Regions from separate parts of the Mus musculus genome. Here all the other regions are linked to region 1. Evidence: chromatin contacts called from public Hi-C data. All regions are on one chromosome and are shown on one strand. Each heading gives the region's core, a stretch centred on a gene start, on an enhancer-like site or on the middle of the called end of the contact. The rest is flanking DNA. Distances are from core to core; before and after follow the strand shown. Region 1 overlaps Aig1 (androgen-induced 1). Region 2 has its middle 88 kb from the start of Gm51759. Region 3 has its middle 70 kb from the start of Gm51759.

Evidence for each region. Hi-C and Micro-C count contacts between places; a contact is called where the count stands out from the background.
Region 2: a Hi-C map of uterus shows a contact between it and region 1, with 2.3 times the contacts expected there. The contact joins two enhancer-like sites. A contact is called at or near these places in 4 of 484 Hi-C or Micro-C datasets (embryonic fibroblasts, tail fibroblasts and uterus) and 2 of 115 datasets of contacts at active chromatin or transcription factors (T-cell acute lymphoblastic leukemia and fibro-adipogenic progenitors).
Region 3: a Hi-C map of uterus shows a contact between it and region 1, with 5 times the contacts expected there. The contact joins two enhancer-like sites. A contact is called at or near these places in 1 of 15 datasets of contacts at CTCF or cohesin (pro-B cells), 9 of 484 Hi-C or Micro-C datasets (adipose-derived mesenchymal stem cells, cortical neurons, embryonic fibroblasts and 2 more) and 2 of 115 datasets of contacts at active chromatin or transcription factors (T-cell acute lymphoblastic leukemia and fibro-adipogenic progenitors).

What each region holds. Positions count from the first base shown.
Region 1 is chr10:13,666,265-13,669,094 of GRCm38.p6, forward strand. The region is part of intron 4 of Aig1 (androgen-induced 1); the gene reads right to left. Among named protein-coding and RNA genes, the nearest start is that of Pex3, 110 kb to the left of the region's middle. Within about 2 kb of position 1,362, at least 40 of the 459 cell types and tissues checked have an H3K27ac peak or open chromatin away from gene starts, as enhancers often do. A contact at or near this core is called in fibro-adipogenic progenitors and uterus, where this site is marked.
Region 2 is chr10:14,214,297-14,217,126 of GRCm38.p6, forward strand. No RefSeq gene overlaps it. Among named protein-coding and RNA genes, the nearest start is that of Gm51759, 88 kb to the left of the region's middle. Within about 2 kb of position 1,430, at least 34 of the 459 cell types and tissues checked have an H3K27ac peak or open chromatin away from gene starts, as enhancers often do. A contact at or near this core is called in fibro-adipogenic progenitors and uterus, where this site is marked.
Region 3 is chr10:14,195,570-14,198,399 of GRCm38.p6, forward strand. No RefSeq gene overlaps it. Among named protein-coding and RNA genes, the nearest start is that of Gm51759, 70 kb to the left of the region's middle. Within about 2 kb of position 1,387, at least 47 of the 459 cell types and tissues checked have an H3K27ac peak or open chromatin away from gene starts, as enhancers often do. A contact at or near this core is called in uterus, where this site is marked.

The sequences.
Region 1 (2,830 bases), core at 112-2,611:
ACTTGTGGGGTAAACAATAGTGGGTACGTAGGTGTAGTTATGAGATCGTGATGTGGTGAGTTTGCCTAGACTTGCTATTGAATAGGTAGCAGAGACTCAGATTCTGAAAAGATTCTTGCTTACATGGAAAATGGGCTCAAACGTTTTCTAATTCTAGGTATTAGCAGTGCTAGAAAATGCATCTGTTTGCAAACACCATGCAGAGTTATGTTGAAATACAATTTAGCTTACAAATAGAACTGCTGAAGCCTAATGTAATGTTATACATTAGGTGGTCATATCTTAAGACATAGTCATAATTTATTATTCACTAGAGATTTCTTAGTTATTTTCAGTGAAGCTAGTCCCACAGATCCCGAGTAGGCTTTCTGGGTGTGTGTGCCACGTGTCACACTGTACTCAGGGCTCTGAAGGGTCCTAGACTTGAATTAATGATCCACAGTCACCATTTTTTAATTGTTAATCATTTATTTTAACAAAGGGCCCTCCTAATATCTTTCATTTGGGTCTCACAAGTTACATAGCCCTGTGTATGTAGCTAAGTCTTTAATACTTTGGGAAAACTTCTAGTTCATTCATCTATTCTTGAATCACCTTGAACATTAGGGAATGTTTTTGATCCCGTTTCCAGGTTAGTAGGGTAGTTTCAACACTGGCTGAAAATATGATCTAAACTATGTGAATGAGGTAGAAGTTGACAGCAAGAACAGAGAACACAGCAGAGATAGAGGACTAAGTACATAATTAGTGATGTAACTGGCAGATAATTAGCTATTAGCATCATCAGCTGACATTAAAGTTTTTTTTTTTTAAATATCTGAGCAAATCAAATAAGCAGCAACAAAAGCTTTTCCAGTGTTACTCTTCATGTGGAAGTATATAACATTTTCCTGTACTCCATACAAGAATATTTTCAAGGTTACAAGTCCCTCCACCCATCCCTAGGGAACAGGCAAATTGTGCAAGCCTTTCGGAATGAATTCCGTCATGAGGTCATGAGGGAATGTGTTTTCTTCCTGGTTCTAAATCACAAATCTCTGAGTGATTTATCCACGAAGGCAGGCCAATAATCAACTTCAGAGAGTTTTCCTTTAGCACATCTCCCGACACATGCCTAAACCAGTTGCAAGTGATTCGTTTCCACTGAGAACTACTCTCTCCAACCTACCTGATTTTATGGTGATGTTTTCCTGGAGAGAATTCAATCTGAATTTCCCTCAATAAAACTCATGGCTGGTTTTCCTTAACTTTAATCACTTGGAACTTCTCAAAGCACACAGGTGCCAAACATCAAGCTGACACATTGAACACCGGAGGGAACATGTGTTCTTTCAGGAGGGAGGCGGGGACTCAGCAAGGGACCATTACGATCCATGTGATCATCGGAGTTGGCTGCTGAGAGAAAGCCACACATTCAAACTGGGAGGCGAGGAGGAACTGCCTGAATTCCACAGCAGATATCATAGTTTTCCACACTTTTGCAGAAAGTGACTTCACTTACTATTCTGGCCCTCCAAGGCATGCAATGCTTTTCATTGGGACAACTAACAATTCCTCATTGTCTTCCCGACTGTCTGTCCCATCCCACATCTCTCTGGCCACTTCTGGAGCTCCTGATTTAAGTAGTGCCCTGTGTGAAAACATCTCTGCTATTATCACAGTTTTGCTTCTGTTTATTCATTTTCCACTCAACATACATGGACCAGGCCTAAGTGGTGTCAGAGATGGGAACACAGCAGTTCATGGTGTAGATGTGGCCCATGACCAGAACTGACGGTCCCAGACTCAGAGCTACACGGCCCTGAAGTGACACACTACACTCGAACCACTGCTCAGGACAGCCTTAGAACATTGATATGTGTTCTTTCTAAAGTTTAATGTTTGTTTGTTACTCTGAATTAAATGTTCAAAAGCTCTAAAAGCTTTATGTTTAAAGAAGTCACAACACCCTGCCTCAAGAATTGCAGCCCTTAGCTGCCTCATCACACCTGGCCCTGCCCCTCAAGCCAAGTCACATCTAATTCTTTCAGCTTTTGCTTCAAGCCTTTGTCATATATTTATTTTTTAAAGAGTATACTGCATTCCCAGAGCTGAGGAACTCTGGGCATTTGACAGTTGCTGTGCAAACACACATTGTGTTCTTTAGTGATATGACTCTTAGTAGGGTGATCACACACCCTACTAAGAATTGGGTAAGCCCAATTCCTAGGACAGCTGGGCATCACAAAGTAAAACTGATGGGAAAAGAAGAGAAGGAGGAGGAGGAGGAGGAGGAGGAGGAAGAAGAAGAAAATAATTAACCTTATAGTTGGGTAGTGTCTTGGTTAGTTTTATGTCAACTTGATACAAGTTAGAGTCTTTTAAGAGGAAATCTCAACTGAGGAAATGCCCCTACTGAATTGGCCTGTGGGTAAGGCTGTGCTCTGTGTTCTCAATTGGTGATTGATATGGGAAGGCCCACCTCATTGGGAGTGGTGTTGCCCTTGGGTGCTATTGAGTAAGACACAGGGAGCAAGCCAAAAGGGAGCACTCCTCCATAGCTTCTGCTTCACCTCCTGCCTCTAAGTTCTTGTCTTAGACATATAAACTAAAGCCTTTCTTCTACAAGTTATTTTTAAGATGTCATGGTGTTTTATCACAGAGATAGAAACCCTAACTAATGTAGATGGAAAGTAATGGAAAGATGGTAATGGGAGGAGGTTGGGGCTGAAGCCATTGAAATTTTCTATAAGGAGAGAAACTGTTAAAAGCAAATAAAATTGTTTTTTGAAAAAGGTGCTCTGTTGGTGTGGGATAGGACACTCTGAGGTCCACAGATCTCCAGTGCTGT
Region 2 (2,830 bases), core at 180-2,679, 550 kb after region 1:
GTCTATCATTTTCTCCTCCTCTTCTCTTATTCTAGAGAGTCATTTGCATAGGAGAGGGGTCCAGGTGGGACAGGCTAGTATAGGCCTCACGAAGATTTTATAGGGATAGTGTTTCTATTCTCTTTTGCAGAGAACATCAAGAACAGGATAGGGACTAACCGGGAACACAGCACACAGAATCCAACTTATGCAGTTGAACATGATTGCTTTGTACCCAAATCATTGCTCTTTTCAAGACCAAATTAGCTGCCTTGCTGATGGAGGGTGTCATCTTCTTTCCCATGGTACACACAGTCACAGTTCTCCTCTCCACAGAGAGCGTGGGGATGTGCATGTCTACTCCGCTCCATATGCTCCAACATGCTTCCCCTGCAGCTTCTAGGAAATGCCCCTTGTTTCATTTTAGACTGTCTGTGGGGCTACACATCCATTTCACCTTATCTGTGGAGCATGTGGGTTATAGAAAGGAAACCAAAAGGTGCCAGCTCCCTACAAAAGGAGTTCTCTTTCTTGTGGTTTCATTAGCTGTAAATACCATCTCTGCTTTAAGAACAGGGGCTGAAACTGAGGGTCTGTATGGAGAAAATAATTTGTTAATTTCTTTCCCATGAAAGAGAAGCAAAAGTTGTTTCTCTGTGAGACCAAGTGCACGGTCTTCATCCTGGTTTGGCTGCTCTCCGTGAAGGGACAGAGGGCTCTGGCCATGCCAGGGAATAAGGAGATCAGCAAGACAGCAGGCTTTTCCTGGATGAAGACCTCAACTCAAGAGGAGGGTCAAGAGGCGACGTAGGTTGCAATTCACCCTAAGGTCTGCACTAACTGGAGTGTAGGCCATAAAAGAATAGGCGCCATCATGGTCTTTGTGGTTCTTGCTAGAGGTCTCCATAGAAGGTAAAGTGTCCCCGAAGCAAGGGAAGAGCCCTAGGGGTTTCACTAGGGCTAGTTCAGTTAGAGATGGGGAATGCATTCCCCGAGTATTAACAACAATGCCACCTTTCAAATATAGACATCAAAGGAGACCTGATGGGCCAAATGGTGATTTCTTCAAGAAGGGTTCTTTAATACCATCTCTTCATTCTTAGGGAACCTGAAGGAAGAAAGAAAGAATAGCAAGAGCTTTAGTTTCCTCTAAAGGAAAAAGGGTAGGTATGAACACACCCTGAATTGTGGGTCTGGGATGGGACTCTTACCTTTCTGTCCTGCTGAACACAGATGGAGATATGAATGGATCCTTCCTATGCTACTGCCTCGCCTAGAACCTGGTCAGATCACAGGAAGGAGAGTTGGGCCAGAGAACAGGAGAGCCAGGCAGCAAGGAGGAGTCAGAATGAGATGAGCACGTCTCATGCAGGCCAGGGAGTCCTCTGTCTCCCTAGCAGGGCTGGCCTATCAGCTCTGAGTGTTCCAGAGTTAGTGTAAGGCTGGGAGCCAGAAGGGAAACTGCAACATGACTCAGTGTAGGCAAGACAAGAAGAGCAAGTGGCAAGCCAGGCAGGAGTCTAGAGAACCATCAGGACCAGAATCGAGAGGTTGCATTTTGATGCTTAGAAGAACATAGTCCAGTACAAAACAACAAACAAACCTCACGGCTCTGAAGAGGTGACAATTGTGACATTGACTTAACATTTCTTAGTAGACAGGACAGGAATCCTTCCTCTTCAGGTCCCAAGAGTTTTCCGATTCTCTTGGCGAGGAGACCACTATGAAGCAGATTGTGGACTTCCAAGTAGAATTAAAATAAACGGGAGCAGCTCTCTGCTAGATTTTTCAAGAGCCCTTTGCAAAGGGGAAAAAAAAAGCAGCCAATGTGTAATTGAATGCCAAGATTTATCTGGATTACAGTCCCATCATCTTGAAAAGATTCAGGTACGGTGTTGGACTTTGGAGAAATAGTGCCCCTATTCTCCATGTGACTTTGTCCCTTAAGAAAGGCGATATTCACTTGGAAGCATGTGATTCCGGGCAGAGCAGGGCTGGGGAGTGTCTGCTGGTTTCCTAGTCATTCTTAAATTAAGGCGCTGCAATCTGTTACATAAATCTCTATTTTCTTATTTTAGGTTCAGCCAGCATTTTGCTAGTGAATAAATCAGACATCCAGATGTCATCTCTCCCTGACTAGATATAAATCACAACCACAAGGCTCATTAGGTTTGCCAAAATTGCTTCACATGTCAACAAAATCTAACGTTAGTGCCCAAGATTCGTCCCTCCACACTCCCAGCCCCCATGTGAGGAAGAGAGAGATCATTATGGGAAGGCATCTGAGAATATCCCTTCCAGGCCTGGCGATGAGCAGCGAAACCCTCCCCCAGACCTACGGGCTTCAGAGGGCTGAGAGCACCCCTTGCTCAGCGGCCAGGAAGAACAGCTTCTGGAACCCTGCTTTCTCTTCTCACAGGAGAGGTTGTACCCAAGTATTACCATGGGCCAACTGCTTCACAGGACTGCAAGTAGGAACTGAGTGCAGTTTTCCATTAGCGACCTCCCTTCAGCTGCTGTATAAGGAAGGCTGCACTGGAAAGAGGAAGCACACATAGAGCCTCCACACATGTTTCTTCCATTCCTTCTTCAGAGGTCTAGTGGCCCTGCCAACCCCTGCCTCCTCTTTAGGGAGGTGCCCTAATCCTGGGCAGCTGTGTTGCCCAGGGAAAAGGGTAGGGCTTGCACAGGTTTGTTCAATGTGTTTTATGTGTGAGGCCCAGGAGGGACCAACATCGATTCTTCCTACAATATATCTCTCCCAGGACTCAGTCTCATGGGTACTTCTGAATTTCAGGCAGATGAATGTATACTTTATTTCTTAGCTCAGGAGTCTGTGAGCATTTGGCTA
Region 3 (2,830 bases), core at 137-2,636, 530 kb after region 1:
AAGTTTCTGATCTGAAGGTTTTCCAGGCTATAAGCTGCAAAATTCAAGTCCCACTACAGGAATAACCAATCAAAGTATAGCCTCAGAATAGCTGGTCCATGTGTGATGGAAACTCAAAACTTTTCTTTTGCTCTTTCTCTCTATTGCTTGCCAGGGACCTGTAACAGGCTTACTGGAAACTGTCCCTTGTTCTAAAAAGAAAACCCATCAGGACTCATGAAAGCCACTAGCGTCTGCACAGAGAGGACCAGGGTACCATACAGAGAAGGAAATGACCAGAGGCCAGGGTCAACAACTGGGGAACAGGAGTTGAGGGGAGTCTCTGTCCTCTGGCTGCTTGGCAGGGCCCTGCTTTCCAAGGCCTTGGCCAGGGCAACCCAGTTTATTTTCGGTTAATCTGGGTATGCCCTAATTTATTACTGGAGCCTCAAATTTGCATGTCTACTTTAAGAGACCCTAACAAGTACACATAATAAAATGTTAATTTATGCCTTCTGTGAGGATTGGGATCTAGCGTGGCTTTGACGCAACTGCAAAGCAGAACAAATCTGGAAACTCTGGCAGGCAGGCAGGATGGTGGGGGAGGGACTGCGCGCTTCTCTGGGTTTTAGAAGGGCAGCTGCTGGAGGAGGCTGGGAAAGTATCCTGGCGTTCCCCTCCATGTACAACCCAAGGGGGCTTTCTACAATAGTCCAGGGTGGCCCTTTTGTCTCAGACCCCTGACTAAACACAATATCAAAATATCACCAAGCATAAAGCAGGCCGGTTGGTAAATACTTGGTGGATTGATTCATAATACTGGGAATGTCTTGAGCACAGACATTTCCTTCCGCGGTTCTGGAACTGTCAGGTCTTGCTTAGCTGCTCCTAAGCTCCACGCCCAGCTTCTCTCTGAAGAAAGCAGCCCACGCTTGCATTCGTGCGGCATTTATGGAAGCTGCGAACAGCCACTCCCGCAAAGGATCGCTGGATTCCTCAGACATTACCCAGTGCAGGCTGTCCTGGGAGATCTTTCACATCAGTTGTGATCTCCTCAGGTACCATCCCCATGGCTGACACTCTAGAGCAGTGTTTCTCAATAGTCCCTCCTGTGTGGTTACCCTCAGCCATAAAACTATTTTTGTTGCTACATTATAACCGTAAATTTGCTATGTTATTGATGATAAGGTAAATATTTGTGTTTTCTGATGGTCCCTTGAAACAGTCATTTGACCCTCAAAGAGATGACGACCCACACAGGCTGAGAACCGCTGCTCTAGCGTCTCTTAAACTGGTCCTCTTATTCAGAACCATACTATTTATTTACATCTCCTCATTATACTGACCTTGGGAGGATTTCAGGATTAAAATATACCAGCAGACTTCTGGTAGGTTTATGTAACCAACTTCTGGCGCTCCTGCCAAATCTATGATACCACATTCCTCCAAGAACCACTCCTTTCTCCACAAACGGAACCCCAAGTAAGCAGCCATCACCCAACCACCACGGCCATGGATTGTATCAGGGGCCCTTGGCCCTCATCGGGTGAGCACTATCTTCCTCTTAGGAATTTATAACTAGGTTTAAGAAAGTTGAGTAGACATTAGTATCTGGGTCAGGCATGGAGTTTGGAGGTACAGAGGACATTTGCTAAGAGAATCAAGACAAGCCAGGATATGGAGTAAAAAAAGAAAAATAAAGTAAAATAGAATCTGCATAGATTTGGGTATCCTTCATGCTGCTGGGTTCTGAAGGTGACTCAATATTCTTTCCAATAATTTCCTATTCGTCGACTGGGCTTATTTGACTGGATTTCCGGTACTTGCTTGCAAAGGGACTTTCAAAAGACATTACTTTTTATGATAGAGTTCTGTTGCTGTAATCAGGACTGCATCCCTCACTGAATTGTCGCCCTCTATAGGATTGACTGCCCAACTTCCAGTGGCTTATGACACCAGTATCATAATCCACACTTAGACTCAGGGTGCTCTACAAACTGTTCATCTAACCCAGGTCATTTTCTCTGTCTCTTCCATATAGCCCCGTTTTTTGAGTCAGTCTATCTGTCTCTCTGTCCTTCTCACTCTCTCACCCTCTTCCTCTGCCGCACCTCTGTATTCAGAGGTCATCCTCTAGTGTTATTTCTGGGCAGCTCATCTTGATTTTGTGGTAGGCCAACACTGGACTGGAACGCACAATAGTTAAATCTGGCTGTCTACTGAGCCTCAGCTTCTTGTCCTACTGAGCCTTGTCATCAGTACTGTGACCACAAGTATATATCATGCTGTTCTTTTCACATTGGTCTGGGGACAGAAGTCCTATCTGCATGTTTTCGAGGTGAGCACTTTCCCAACTGAGCTATCTCCCTTGCTCCTGTCCTCCTTGTCTTAGTCAGGGTTTCTATTCCTGCACAAACATCATAACCAAGAAGCACTTGGGGGAGGAAAGTATTTATTCTGCTTACACTTCCATACTGCTGTTCATCACCAAGGAAGTCAGGACTGGAACTCAAGCAGGTCAGAAAGCAGGAGCTGATGCAGAAGCCATGGAGGGATGCTCTTTACTGGCTTCTTCTCCTGGCTTGCTCAGCTTGCTCTCTTATAAAACCCAAGACTACCAGCCCAGAGATGGTCCTACCCACAAGGGGCCTTTCCCCCTTGATCACTAATTGAGAAAATGCCTTACAGTTGGATCTCATGGAGGCATTTCCTCAACTGAAGCTCCTTTCTCTGTGATAACTCCAGCTGTGTCAGGTTGACACAGAACTAGTCAGTGCACTCCTCTTTAGAGCTCTCTAAACCTTATTTCCCTGTGTCACTGCCTGGGTTGGAATGGTCTTTCCTTTCTTCT